Regions from separate parts of the Mus musculus genome. Here regions 1 and 3 are each linked to region 2. A link is a contact called in public Hi-C and HiChIP or PLAC-seq data. All regions are on one chromosome and are shown on one strand. Each heading gives the region's core, a stretch centred on a gene start, on an enhancer-like site or on the middle of the called end of the contact. The rest is flanking DNA. Distances are from core to core; before and after follow the strand shown.

What was found. Hi-C and Micro-C count contacts between places; a contact is called where the count stands out from the background. HiChIP or PLAC-seq counts read pairs in DNA pulled down with a chosen protein or histone mark.
Region 1: a contact with region 2 is called in a Hi-C map of embryonic stem cells, with 2.2 times the contacts expected there. The contact joins two enhancer-like sites. A contact is called at or near these places in 3 of 39 promoter capture datasets (cranial neural crest, liver and pre-B cells), 1 of 484 Hi-C or Micro-C datasets (embryonic stem cells) and 2 of 115 datasets of contacts at active chromatin or transcription factors (embryonic basal ganglia and embryonic stem cells).
Region 3: an H3K4me3 HiChIP or PLAC-seq map of embryonic forebrain shows a contact between it and region 2, with 3 times the contacts expected there. The contact joins two enhancer-like sites. A contact is called at or near these places in 3 of 39 promoter capture datasets (cranial neural crest, liver and second pharyngeal arch cranial neural crest), 1 of 484 Hi-C or Micro-C datasets (nephron progenitors), 6 of 115 datasets of contacts at active chromatin or transcription factors (embryonic basal ganglia, embryonic forebrain, embryonic hindbrain and 3 more) and 1 of 9 other capture datasets (embryonic stem cells).

The regions. Positions count from the first base shown.
Region 1 is chr12:12,870,094-12,874,036 of GRCm38.p6, reverse strand. No RefSeq gene overlaps it. Among named protein-coding and RNA genes, the nearest start is that of Gm40271, 37 kb to the left of the region's middle. Within about 2 kb of position 2,511, at least 23 of the 459 cell types and tissues checked have an H3K27ac peak or open chromatin away from gene starts, as enhancers often do. A contact at or near this core is called in embryonic stem cells, where this site is marked.
Region 2 is chr12:12,707,773-12,711,498 of GRCm38.p6, reverse strand. No RefSeq gene overlaps it. Among named protein-coding and RNA genes, the nearest start is that of Gm34696, 4.8 kb to the right of the region's middle. RefSeq lists an enhancer at 1-3,726. Within about 2 kb of position 1,933, at least 31 of the 459 cell types and tissues checked have an H3K27ac peak or open chromatin away from gene starts, as enhancers often do. A contact at or near this core is called in embryonic forebrain and embryonic stem cells, where this site is marked.
Region 3 is chr12:12,902,447-12,906,240 of GRCm38.p6, reverse strand. No RefSeq gene overlaps it. Among named protein-coding and RNA genes, the nearest start is that of Gm40271, 5.1 kb to the left of the region's middle. Within about 2 kb of position 1,455, at least 141 of the 459 cell types and tissues checked have an H3K27ac peak or open chromatin away from gene starts, as enhancers often do. A contact at or near this core is called in embryonic forebrain and embryonic stem cells, where this site is marked.

The sequences.
Region 1 (3,943 bases), core at 1,262-3,761, 160 kb before region 2:
GGAGGCAGGAGCTAATACAGAGACCATGAAGGAGTGTTGCTTACTGGCTTGCTTATGGCTTGCTCAGCCTGCTTTCATATAGAACTCAAGACCACCCTGCCAGAGATGGCCCCACCCACAATGGCCTGGGCCCTCCACCACTGATCACAAATTAAGAAAGTACCCTACATTTGGATTTTATGAAGGCCTTTTCTCAATCACGCTCCAGGCACAAGCTCAGATCAGTCACTGATAGGCTGACAGGTCCGGATCACGTGGAACAGTCCAGCCTGGCAGGCAGCCCACGCATGCAGCCTCACTACGCATGCTCGGGCAAGGCAGTATACATCTTGGCCCATGCGGCCGTACCTGCTTCCCGCAGTGAATAAAGGAGAAAGAAGAACTGGAGCTAACTGAAAGCTTGAGTCATCATGCAGGTGCTGAGAGCTGAATCCAAGTCCTCTGCAAGAGCAGCCGGCGACAGTGCAGGTGACAGTGCAGGTGCCAGTGCCGGAGCCATTAATGGCTGAGCCATGTCTGTAGCCACAATCATCACATTTATTGAAATGTCCCTAGGATACATGCACATTCACATTGAAGAGTCACCCTTCAGTGCGAGCCTTGGGGTCAGGGATGGTAAGGAGAAGGACGAAGGGACAGCAGTGCTATGGTTCAGGAGTGAAGGGGAGGGTCCCCTGCCCCAGAGTTTTGGTTTATCTGGACTGAGACCAGAGCTCATCATAAACAATGAGAAGAAAAAGGAGTGAGAGCTGTCTTCACGCTGACTGCTGCAAAGCATCGAGCCCTGCTGCAACTGCTCTCTCCGATGGAACTTCCCCAGTCTGTGCTTGGTGGGGCCCCTGGATCTTACATCATTCCTGGGATGAGCCTGCCAAGTATAGGCAAGGAAACCTGGCTAGAGCAGCAGTCTTAGGAGAGGCTACGTTCTTTCCAGGGTCTACTTAGCTCTGTCTATATCACAAAGGCTTCTAATGAGGAGACAGAGTTTAGGAATTCTCTTCTATCAATTAGTTACCCATTAGGTCAACTTGTACTTCTTGGTGGCTGGGCTGACTGCATGGAATGGCAAGCTGACCCTTTTGCTATTACAAAAACAAATTAGAGGTGGCCTAATAATGCCTACCAAACTGGATTCTGGTTTTCTTACCTGGGGTTTTGTTTACCTGGAAACGTTGGTCCTACATTTTCTTCCTTATTTAGTGCTTATTAAGGAACGTAGGCTGTAAGATGCAGCTCAGTTGTCACCTTCTCAGTGTAACCCAGATCTCAGTCCTATCTGTTTTGGTGTAAAAGCTTGGGGGTGGAGCTCAATAGCAGAGTGCTTGCCTTGCATGCAGAAGGCCCCCATTTGACTCTTAGCATGCAAACAGAGCAGAATCTAGAAGCTGAGGGTCAGAAACGGAAGAAGGGGCTTCAGTTCCCAAAGGTGGTCTGGCTGGGAGCTTGCCATGAAGAACGAGGAGCAGATTATGAGCCTAGAACTTGCGTGGAAAAACCAAACCAAACAAGCAAACTGACACGGTAGCACAGGCCTGAGAGCTTACACTGAAGGAGGGTGGGGGTGGGAACAGGAAGAACCCTGGTACTCGATGGTCAGCCTGTTTAGTCTGCCTAATCTGCAAGGTGCCAGCCAGTGAGAAGCTGTTTCGAAAAGGCAGACAGCATTTAAAGACGACCTTCACAGGCATGAATACACAAGCACAGACACACCATCATATATGTGAACCAACACACACACACACACACACACACACACACACATACACACACGCATGAGCTCTCAGTGAGTACTCTTCTCTTGAGAAGTCTTGATGCAATTATAGACAGTGTACCTCCTTAGCAGCTGGTATTTTTCAATGGCCTCTGTAGGTCAGGGTGACTGTCTTTATTTCACACACACACACACACACACACACACACACACACCACGGATGTGGTAAAGTTGTTGTTTTGTCTAACATTGCCTAGCTCCTGGGCTTTGCTCTTCCTACCCCATAAGATTCACTGAGGGGAAAGGCACATAACAGAAGAACAGGCAAAGAACCCCTGGGCAAGAGGGGTGCTTCCCCGGTGGGAGTGCCAAGCACAGACATGCTCACGGATGTCCAGTTTGAAAGGTGCTGTGCGTGGCGATTCCTAATGTGGGCCATAAAGACCCTTGCCCCTCTCCATAGGTCTCCATAGGTGGATCTTTCTAGGTTAGAAACCAAGATTTGACAGCGTCAAGTGTCTGGGCATCTGGATGAGCGAACAAAGGTCTTTTTCAGCTGTTTGTCATGTTCCATGGAGCAAAACTGGAGGGATCTCTCTCTCTCTCTCTCTCTCTCTCTCTCCCTCCCTGCCTTCCTCTCACCTCCCTCTCTCCTCCTCTCTCTCCATCCCCACTTCTTTTCTTTAAGTGGGTGTATTTAGCCATTACAACTGGTTAGAAGCCGGAGATAGTTAGGCGTCTTCTGGTTGGAACAGAAATTGCCTGTTAGCTATGGACGGCATCCAAGCCCCTGAACAGCCTGTGAGGAGATCTCCATATAAATGGCTCCTGCAGGACCTCCCTTTGAATGCCTCCTTGGTCTTGGGGGTCTGACATGGAGCCAATTTGAGGGCGTTCCAGGAATTTCCCAGAGGGCCTCCCTCCCAGAAGCTTCAAAGCAAGCCCAAGGCTCCCACTTCCCCTCCCTGGGGACTCCTGTTAGTGAAAGGAATGGAGAAAACCTGCCTTCTAGGTCCCTGACACCTTTGTCCCTGTGATGCTTTGAAAAATGCACAGACCAGTTTGCTCCTTCCTCCATTAGAGTCACCACGCAGAACCATCAATGACCCAGGGCTGTACTTAAATTTCAAATACACGGATGGCCAAAGGGTTTCATGGAGTCTGCACAGTAACTAATAATACCTTTAAATAGTTGAAAGAAAATAATGACATAGGTACTCTTGAATCTTGAATAAGTAAGAATTTATGTAGTGGGGTGTTGCTGAAGAGATGGCTCAGGGGTTAAGAGCACTGGCTGTTCTTTCAGAGGATCCAGGTTCAATTCCCAGCACCCACATGCCAGATCACATCTGTCTGTAATTTCAATACCAGGGAATCTCACACAGACATGCATGCAGGCAAAATACCAAAGCACATACAATGGAAACAAAAAAGAAAAGGAATTCCTGTTGGGTTTGATCTCTGATTGTCATATGCACACACATATATGTGCACCTATGGACACATGCATGAACATGTACATATCTGCACATACATGCCTACACACACACATATATACATAAGAATTTCTTTACTGATGCTGTTCCAGTTCTCCACAGTGTGGATGTGAATTCTGGGGGTGAGTTGTGCTTTTTAGAACAATTGCAAAACCCCAGACAAAGCACAGCAAACGAAGAAGAGGAGGATGAAGAAGACGAGGAGGAGGAGGAAGAGGAGGAGGAAGAAGAAGAGAAGGAGGAGGAGGAAGAGGAGGAAACAAAGATGCCTTGGCAGAGCAAAGACGTGTGGGGGCTTCAGCAGAGGCTGACAGATCTCCCCACAAGGATAACTTCAGACAAGCCACGGATCCCTGTGCACCTGTTTTCAGAATCCCTCTCAGCTTGACCAGAGCTACAATCCCATGAAAGACATGCTATATTTTATTTGATAGATGCTAGCAACCTTTGTTTCATATGTTTGTATGCATATGTGGACACAGTCATCTGTGTGTGATGCATGTGCACCGTGTTTGCCTGTGTGTGGAGGCCAAAGGGTGAGCTCAGATGTCCTTCTTTAGAGGTGGCTCACCCTTTGTGACAGGTTTCTCACCGGAACTTGGATCTGTGTATCTCTGCCTTCCTAGTGCCAAGTTTACAAACACATGTGACCATGCTTGGCTTTCTCTACACAGACTCATGAGACTCAAACTCAGATCCTCATGCCTGCAGGGAAAGCATTTTACTGACTGAGCCA
Region 2 (3,726 bases), core at 684-3,183:
CAATCTCTCACTTTCCCACTCTTTCCCCTTCACCAGCAGCCTTGGGCTCTCCTGCGGCACAGAAGCAAAGAACTCTCTATCTGCCAGAGGAGCCTCACTCCACATTCCACTGAAACACAGGAAGGATGTGACTGGGTATGGAATTCCCATGACCTGGAGCAGAGTTTTCCATCAGAGGACCAGAACTGGGCATCACTGGTCTGCAAGAACCTCCATGGAGTCTTAGCCTTGAGTTCCCTTCACTGCTCTTGAGCATCAGGACAATGAGGGATACAGTGGAACTGAAATGACCAGCCAAGTCACTTGGCAACGAGACAGAGTGAGCCTCAGAGAATCCAGGCTCTCTCCAGTTCAGAGACTCTCCTTTGGGTGCTGGAGAAATAGTTGGTAAAGTGCCTACAGTGTAAATATGAACACCTGAGTTCGATCCACAGAGCCCACATAAAAAGCCTGGGCAAGATGGCATACACTTGTAATACCAGTGCATGGGAGGCAGGGTTAGCTAGATCCCAGAAGTTCCCTGGATGGCCAGGTTTCAGGACAAAGTGAAAAATAATCTGAAAATGACAAACACCAAACCAAGGTGGACAGCAGCCTAAGAAATCACGCACGTACACATGCATGCTATTCATTGAAAATCAAGTTCAGAAAGTACATTCAAATCCTACTCTCTTGGGTAGAAATATCTTTTCTAGAGCACAAAGTATGATTTCACACTTGCAAGTAACTGTTGTTAGTTTTCTATGTGAGGTGTCTGATTGGAGGAGATCTGTGTGTCTGGTTGCTCTGCACTCACGTTTAGAGTACTTTAAAGTGAGGGATTCACATTTCAAGACTTGAAGACAGCCATAAGAAAAGTCCATGTGCTTCTAGGTCTACATAGCCAGACCTGGACCGGTTGTGTAGGGACTATGGTGAGGCCCAGCCGTCTGGCTGCTTCGGGGACCACCACTAGCCCCTCTCGGGGCCTCTTCAGTGTTGCCTGGAAACCCTGCAACAATGCCTCCCAAGCAGCCCCATGATGATCTTTTCTGAAGTGGCAGCCCCTTCAATTATTTTATTTCCATTATATTATGTTAATTAAATCAGCGAAAAGAAGAGAGCACAGGCATGCCCAGAGTGGAGTGGCTCTGAAGGGTTAATCGGAATGGCCCTGGCTGAGACTGCTAATAGAGAGACAGCAGCAGAGGGGACAACTTATTCCAATGGGCCCAATGTAGACAAACTGTCAGGAAGCCCCATGGGCCTGGTTGGCCTGCATCTGGGTCTCCTGGAGACCAGTGCTGCACCAGTGGACACAACAACAGCTGGAAACAGCTATTCCAACAACTATTACTGTTACTCCAGTGACCCGTTAGCACTTGCAGAAACATCCATGGAAAGCTAGCTTCAGATACCTGCAGGGCGGGGCCTGCTGTAACAACAGTGCCAGAATACTCAATGTTTTAGTAGTCGTTTATTCAAACTTCTACAATTAACTTTTAGGTTGACCTGACAAAATGGAAAACTAGAGCTCTTTGGTTGGCATTAGAGCTGGGCTGGAGGTTAGCCCCCCCCCCCCTTGGATGTGGAGCACAACTAGAGAAGTCAAGTTTAGGGGACATTTCGAGAATCAGAACGGTCTTTTCTAGGCTGCTGCATTAGACATCTTCAGTGAGAGCCCTCAGCCATAAAAATGGGGCCTCATGGAATTCTAGAATATAGGTGATGCCTTTTGGCCTCAACTTATTTGTCTGTTCAATGGGCATATACTTCATATGTGGCTTCCTAGACTCAGGAGTTTTTGTAGTGGGCCCTTTTTGGGCAATGTAGATGTTCCTGGGAAATTGCCCCCACCCCACCCCGCCCCTGACATTGTCCTGAAGGGTGCCTTTGTGCCTCTGTAAACACAATGTGGAGTTGTGAAGCAAGAACATGCTCTGAGTCATTATTCTACTCTGTGCTCCCTGGCATTCTGCAGCGTGTGACAGGAGCTGGGGAAATCTCACTCTTCTCTGGCCTCTAGCTTGCTGGAGTTGGGAGACAGACTCACTTTGGCCCACGATTTCCTCCCAGTCTGCAGGCGGTGCCATCCCTGATCCCTTAGACACCCCGCAGCTGTGGCATCCTCTCATTTGAATACATCAGCAAAAATAGCAGTGCACCGCCTTATGTTTAAAAGACGACGGAGCAATTACTCTGAAGTTGATTTCCTGCTCCCTGCCTTTCCAACATTGCAAATCTCCTCAGTTTCAAAATTAAGTTGTAAATGAGATTTGAGTTCCACACCACCCGCTTTGTTCTCTCTCCAAGAGAGAGAGAGAGTCGAATCGCCAGTTCAAAGAAAACGTACACATAACTGGAATTCAAAGGCGGTTGGAGGGATTTTCTTTCTCTTAATCTTGGTGACTGGGCTCACCATCTGATTAACCTTCTACAGCCTTTACTGCGAAGAAGCAGGTCTTCAGCCACCTCTCCCAGAGATTTCCCCTCGTTTGCAGGACAAAGCCCTGGATCAGCACCGCCATAACCATGGAAACAATAGCCAGCCTTCTGTGTGTATTCATTTTCCAAAGTTGCCTCGACTCTGTTTTGACCCATGCATTCTTCCACATACTTTGCTGATTGAGAAACTGAAGAACGAGTCGGAGACCATTTCTTTATAACTTTACACAGGCTACAGGTTAATTTGTTCATCTCGCTGGCTGACTCGAGCTGTCTACTGCTCTGTAGTTTGCTCTTTAATCTTGTTCTTTGTTCTCTGTGTGGTTTTTTTGTTTCTGTATTGCTTTGCTATGAGGTCTCATTATGTAGTCAAAGGTGACCTGGAAGTTGCTATGTTGCCCAGGCTGGCCTCAAGCCAATGGTGGTCCTGTTTCAGCCTTCTGGGCTCTGAATTCACAGGCATATACCAGTAAGTCTGATTTCTTTTCTTTTCTTTTTTTAAATCTGTCTTTCTCTCCCTGACTCTCCTTCTTCCTCTCTTTCTTCCATGCTGACACTGACTTAAAACTCACCATGGAGCTGAGGCTGCTTTTCCTCTTCCGATCCTCTACCAGGAAGTGCTGGGATCCTCTACCAGGAAGTGCTGGGATCCTCTACCAGGAAGTGCTGGGATCCTCTACCAGGAAGTGCTGGGATCCTCTACCAGGAAGTGCTGGGATCCTCTACCAGGAAGTGCTGGGATCCTCTACCAGGAAGTACTGGGATCACAGGCCCATGTTTCCTTCCCTTCCCTTCCCTTCCCTTCCCTTCCCTTCCCTTCCCTTCCCTTCCCTTCCCTTCCCTTCCCTTCCCTTCCCTTCCCTTCCCTTCCCTTCCCTTGGAGCCTGTCCTGGGAGAATATCTGAATTCTCCATGGGCTCGCTGGGCCTCCTCTGTCCTGACCCAGTCTAGCTCGGAAGGTATGAGAGTTGAGAGCCATTTATTCAGCTGCTACATGTGAATATTCTCCATGTTTAGGCCTTACGTCTTGCTCAGTGCTGGGCCCTACAGATGAATGTGGTCTTGCTTCTTGAACAAACTAACAGCTCTTATTGATGCAAAATCCTGTCTTGAGGCTGGATAGATGGCTTACTGTACAAAGCTTTTGAAACACAAATGTGAAGTTGGATCTCTAGTACTCAGATAAATGCTGAGCGGGCATGACAGCCCACCTGTAATCCCATCATTTTCGAGGAAGAGAGCTTCTGGTCTCTGGAGCAAACTGGCTATCCAGAAAATTGTCTTTACCAAATCAGACAATTG
Region 3 (3,794 bases), core at 206-2,705, 200 kb before region 2:
ACATGGCGGTCAATGTCATGGGTCTAACACTACTTCCTGAGAGTCTTCTGAGAATTTGCTTTTTCTGAACTGGAAGTCGGTGTAGACAGTAGCGCCAGGTCAACTGGTAAGTCTTCCTATTTTCCACTAAAGGAATCCAGCAGGCCTCCAGGATAGCTATCTTCACACAGCATTCACCTGCCCAGAAGGAAGAAGAGAAATAGGTGAAGCCAGGAAAAAATAAGTAGCCTGTTGGAAGCTTAAGATAATGCTGAAATACAGCGTCTGTCAGCCCCTGGACAGAGATGCTGAGAAGAGCAGACTGAGTTTCCAGATACCAGGCTGGAAGGGATAGTTAGGGAGATGTCTGTCTATACCTATATCGGCTGGCCTCCCCTCCCCTTTCCTCTTCCTTCTCCTCTCCTCTCCTCTTCCTTCCCCTCCCTTTTTCCTGCCTCCTCCCTTCTTTCCAACCCCCTCCCCCTTTCTTTTCTTTCTTTGCCTTCTTTTGTGCTTTTTGAGACAAGGTCTCACTTTGTAACCAACACCTGGCTTGAACTCATGGTAATCCTGTCTGTTTCCTCAGTGTTCATAAACTTCTGTATGCTCCTCTGAGTGGCAGGAGCAGGTAATATCTGGGGATCTAGGAGCTGCTGGGGCTAAGAGTTCACCAGTTCACAGAAGGGGAACTTGCCCAGAAGGTGCCCCTGTGCACTACAAGCTGATGCCCACCCACCTTCCCTGCCCGGATGCCACTGGTTACTTTTTCTTAAAGGACTTGGACGGGGGCCTTTCTCCGACTCCTCTCCAGCCCGTGGCTGAGCCAGCCAGCCTCCTCTCTGCATTGTCTTGGAGAGAGGAATCACCTGGGATTTAGGCTCATTTTTAACAATGTATCCTCATTTCCTGGGGACTAACAGCTTTGTGAGGGTCTCTCAGCAACCCGCGTCAAGGGGGAAGGGGATGGGACTCAAGATGCCTTTTGCTAATTAGAACCCCTTCAGCTCTCCTGTTACACAAGAATCCAGGGCACCACATGACCCTCTGCAAAGCTGCCTTTTTTTTTTTTAAGGTATTTTTAGCCAGAATCAAAGGGTGAGATTTTTTTTTTTTTTTCTGCTCAACTTTGCAACTGTAAGGCTGTGAACCTCATCTCACATTCTCCTTCCTTTTCTATAGATTCTACTGTCCTTACCCGGTTTCTCTATTTCTTTCTCCTTCCTGGAACTCTGCATGCGTGTGTGCGCATATGTGCACGTACGTCCATGCATGCAGGCGCACATGAGGGTGAGTGCATGAGCTCCTGTGTGTAGGTGTGAGGGCCTGGCGGGAGTGTGGCCGCGGTGCCAGGCAGCCATGCTGCATCTCTGGCTGCTCATTGTTCAGTTCCGTCTCCATGGTGACAGGAGCAGCTGCTCCATTCTGGGCCTTGGCTTGGCTGTGCAGGGCGGCCTGCCCGCCCGTCTGCCCGCCGGTCCACCCTCCCGTCCTCCTGCCCAGCCGTGGGAGCTGCCAGCTCTACGCCCTCCCGCTGCCCACAGGCCTTGCCAGGCTGGGCGCAAGAAAGCGTGTTTACTAACACCATCCACATGGCTCCTGGGGCACCGTGGCTCTGCCCAGAAGATGTCAGGCCCAGGGCACCGGGAGGTGGGCCTGGAGCCAGGCTGTCTGTAGCTGAGGGAAACCAGGCTGGCCAGCGGCTGCTGCTGCCGCCGCCGCCGCCTAGGTCTGCCAGCGCTCCCAGCCTCCAGGCAGGGTTGCAGGCACTTGTTCAGGGGCCCCAGAGAAGCCCTCTCCGAAGTCTCTTTCCCCCTTCCTGCCATGCTGTTTAATACTCTTCTCAATGTGCCCTAGTCCTAGTGTATTCCACCTGGTCATTTTACCCCTGGCAGTCTCCTCTGGTCCCCATAGTGGAATTATCCAATCTAACACCTTCACAGGCTTAAATTAGGAGCTGCCAAGTGGGAGGGACCTGAAGGATGTAGTCCTTTGAAATAACAGGCAGAGGGAGGGCAGGGTTGTGTCTACACCCCATCTGCCCTCAGAGGCCTGGGTGGGCTCTCCTGTGTGGCCCTTTTGAGCTCTGCATTCTTTCCCTCTGCTTCTCTTTCTCCTCCTTCCTTCCTTCTTCTCAGCCTCTCCTTCTCTCCCCATCAGTTTTTGTTTTTTTTTTTTTTCCGTGAAGGCCTCTGTTCTCTGTGTCTGTATGTCCATATGTACGTCTGTGATTGTGTGTGTCTCCGTTTGTGGTTTGGTGTTCTGGTGGGTGTCAGTCTCCCATCTGTGTAAATGTCACTAGTTCTGTGTGTCTCCCTCCATCTGTGTGTGTCCATGTTCCTGTGTGTATCTTTGTATGTGTGTATGTGTCAGTGTGCTTGTGTGTGTGTGTTTCTCCCTGTGTGTATATCTACTTATGTCTCCATCTGTGTCTATGCATATAAGAGAGAAAGATGGACCCCCTTTAGGAGGCTAACGACAGTCCTTCTTGGGAATGTCCCCACAGCCTCTTACTGAGGTCTAGTTCCCAGATCCTGGTATCAGAGTCTTGGAACCATAGGCTAACTTCCGTCATCCCTCCTGATGATTCTGCCAGCCTGGGACCCTTGGGGACTTCTGGGACCTGTTTGTCCCAGCAGTAGATCTGTAGCTTCCTGAGAGCCTATGACCCTCTACTGTGTGTGCACAGTGAAGCTTCATAGTACCTGACCTTGTGAAATGTTTTTCCTTAGAAATTTCAGTTGGCGCCAGGCAGTGGTGGCGCACGCCTTTTAATCCCAGCATTTGGGAGGCAGAGGCAGGCGGATTTCTGTGTTCGAGGTCAGCCTGGTCTACAGCGTGAGATCCAGGACAGCCAGGGCTACACAGAGAAACCATGAACCCTGTCTCGGAAAAAAAAAAAAAAAAAAAAAAAAAAAGAAAGAAATTTGGGTTGGTTATAAACCTGAGAGCAAGCAACAATTAGGTCACATTGATATATCTTGAAAGCACTGGTGGTACTCACTGAGTGTCCCACCATGCCAAGGTCAGCCACTCTGTCCACATTTAAGCCTATTTCCGGCCATATTCTGCCCCTGATTGAATCTCAGCTTCCCTTCAAACTTTAAGATGTGTGGCCTATGTGATCTAGGGAGGGGCATTCGAGGAAAGAATCAATGAGGTCCTTGGGTAGTGGCACCTGTTGCAAGCATTTACTAAGTGTCTGAGACCTGCTAGGCTTAGGATAAAGTGCCATCTATACCAGACATTTAAAAAATGCCCTCAGGATTCCATATGACAGAAAATGACCATATTTTGCATATTGGGAAGTGTGGCTTAGAGAATTTAAGTGACTTACCCAAGACCACACAGCTAAAGAACCTGCCTCTCCTTCCTGGGCCATCTTGCCTCATAAAATGGCTGGGTATCCCTTTGAAATGGGGCTGCTCAGAATCGTTCTCATGGCTGCTTTAAGTCTCCCCCACAGCTGCTGCCTTAGCCAAGCCACCTATCTTTTGACTGGAACCCAAGAATAGTCCCTTATCTCCAAGTTTGGTGGTTTGAATGTGCTTGGCCCAGGGAGTGACACTATTAGGTGTGGCATTGTTGGAATGGGTGTGGCCTTATTGGAGGAAATGTGTCACTGTGGGGGTGGGCTTTCAGACTCTCCAATGAGACTGTCTTTCCTGGTTGCCTTCCGAACAAGAAGCAGAACTCTCAGCTCCTTCTCTACCACCATGTCTGCTTGCACACTGCCATGCTTCCAGCCATGAGGATAATGGACTGAACCTCTGAAAGTGTAAGCCAGCCCCCATTAAATGTTTACCTTTTCTGATTTG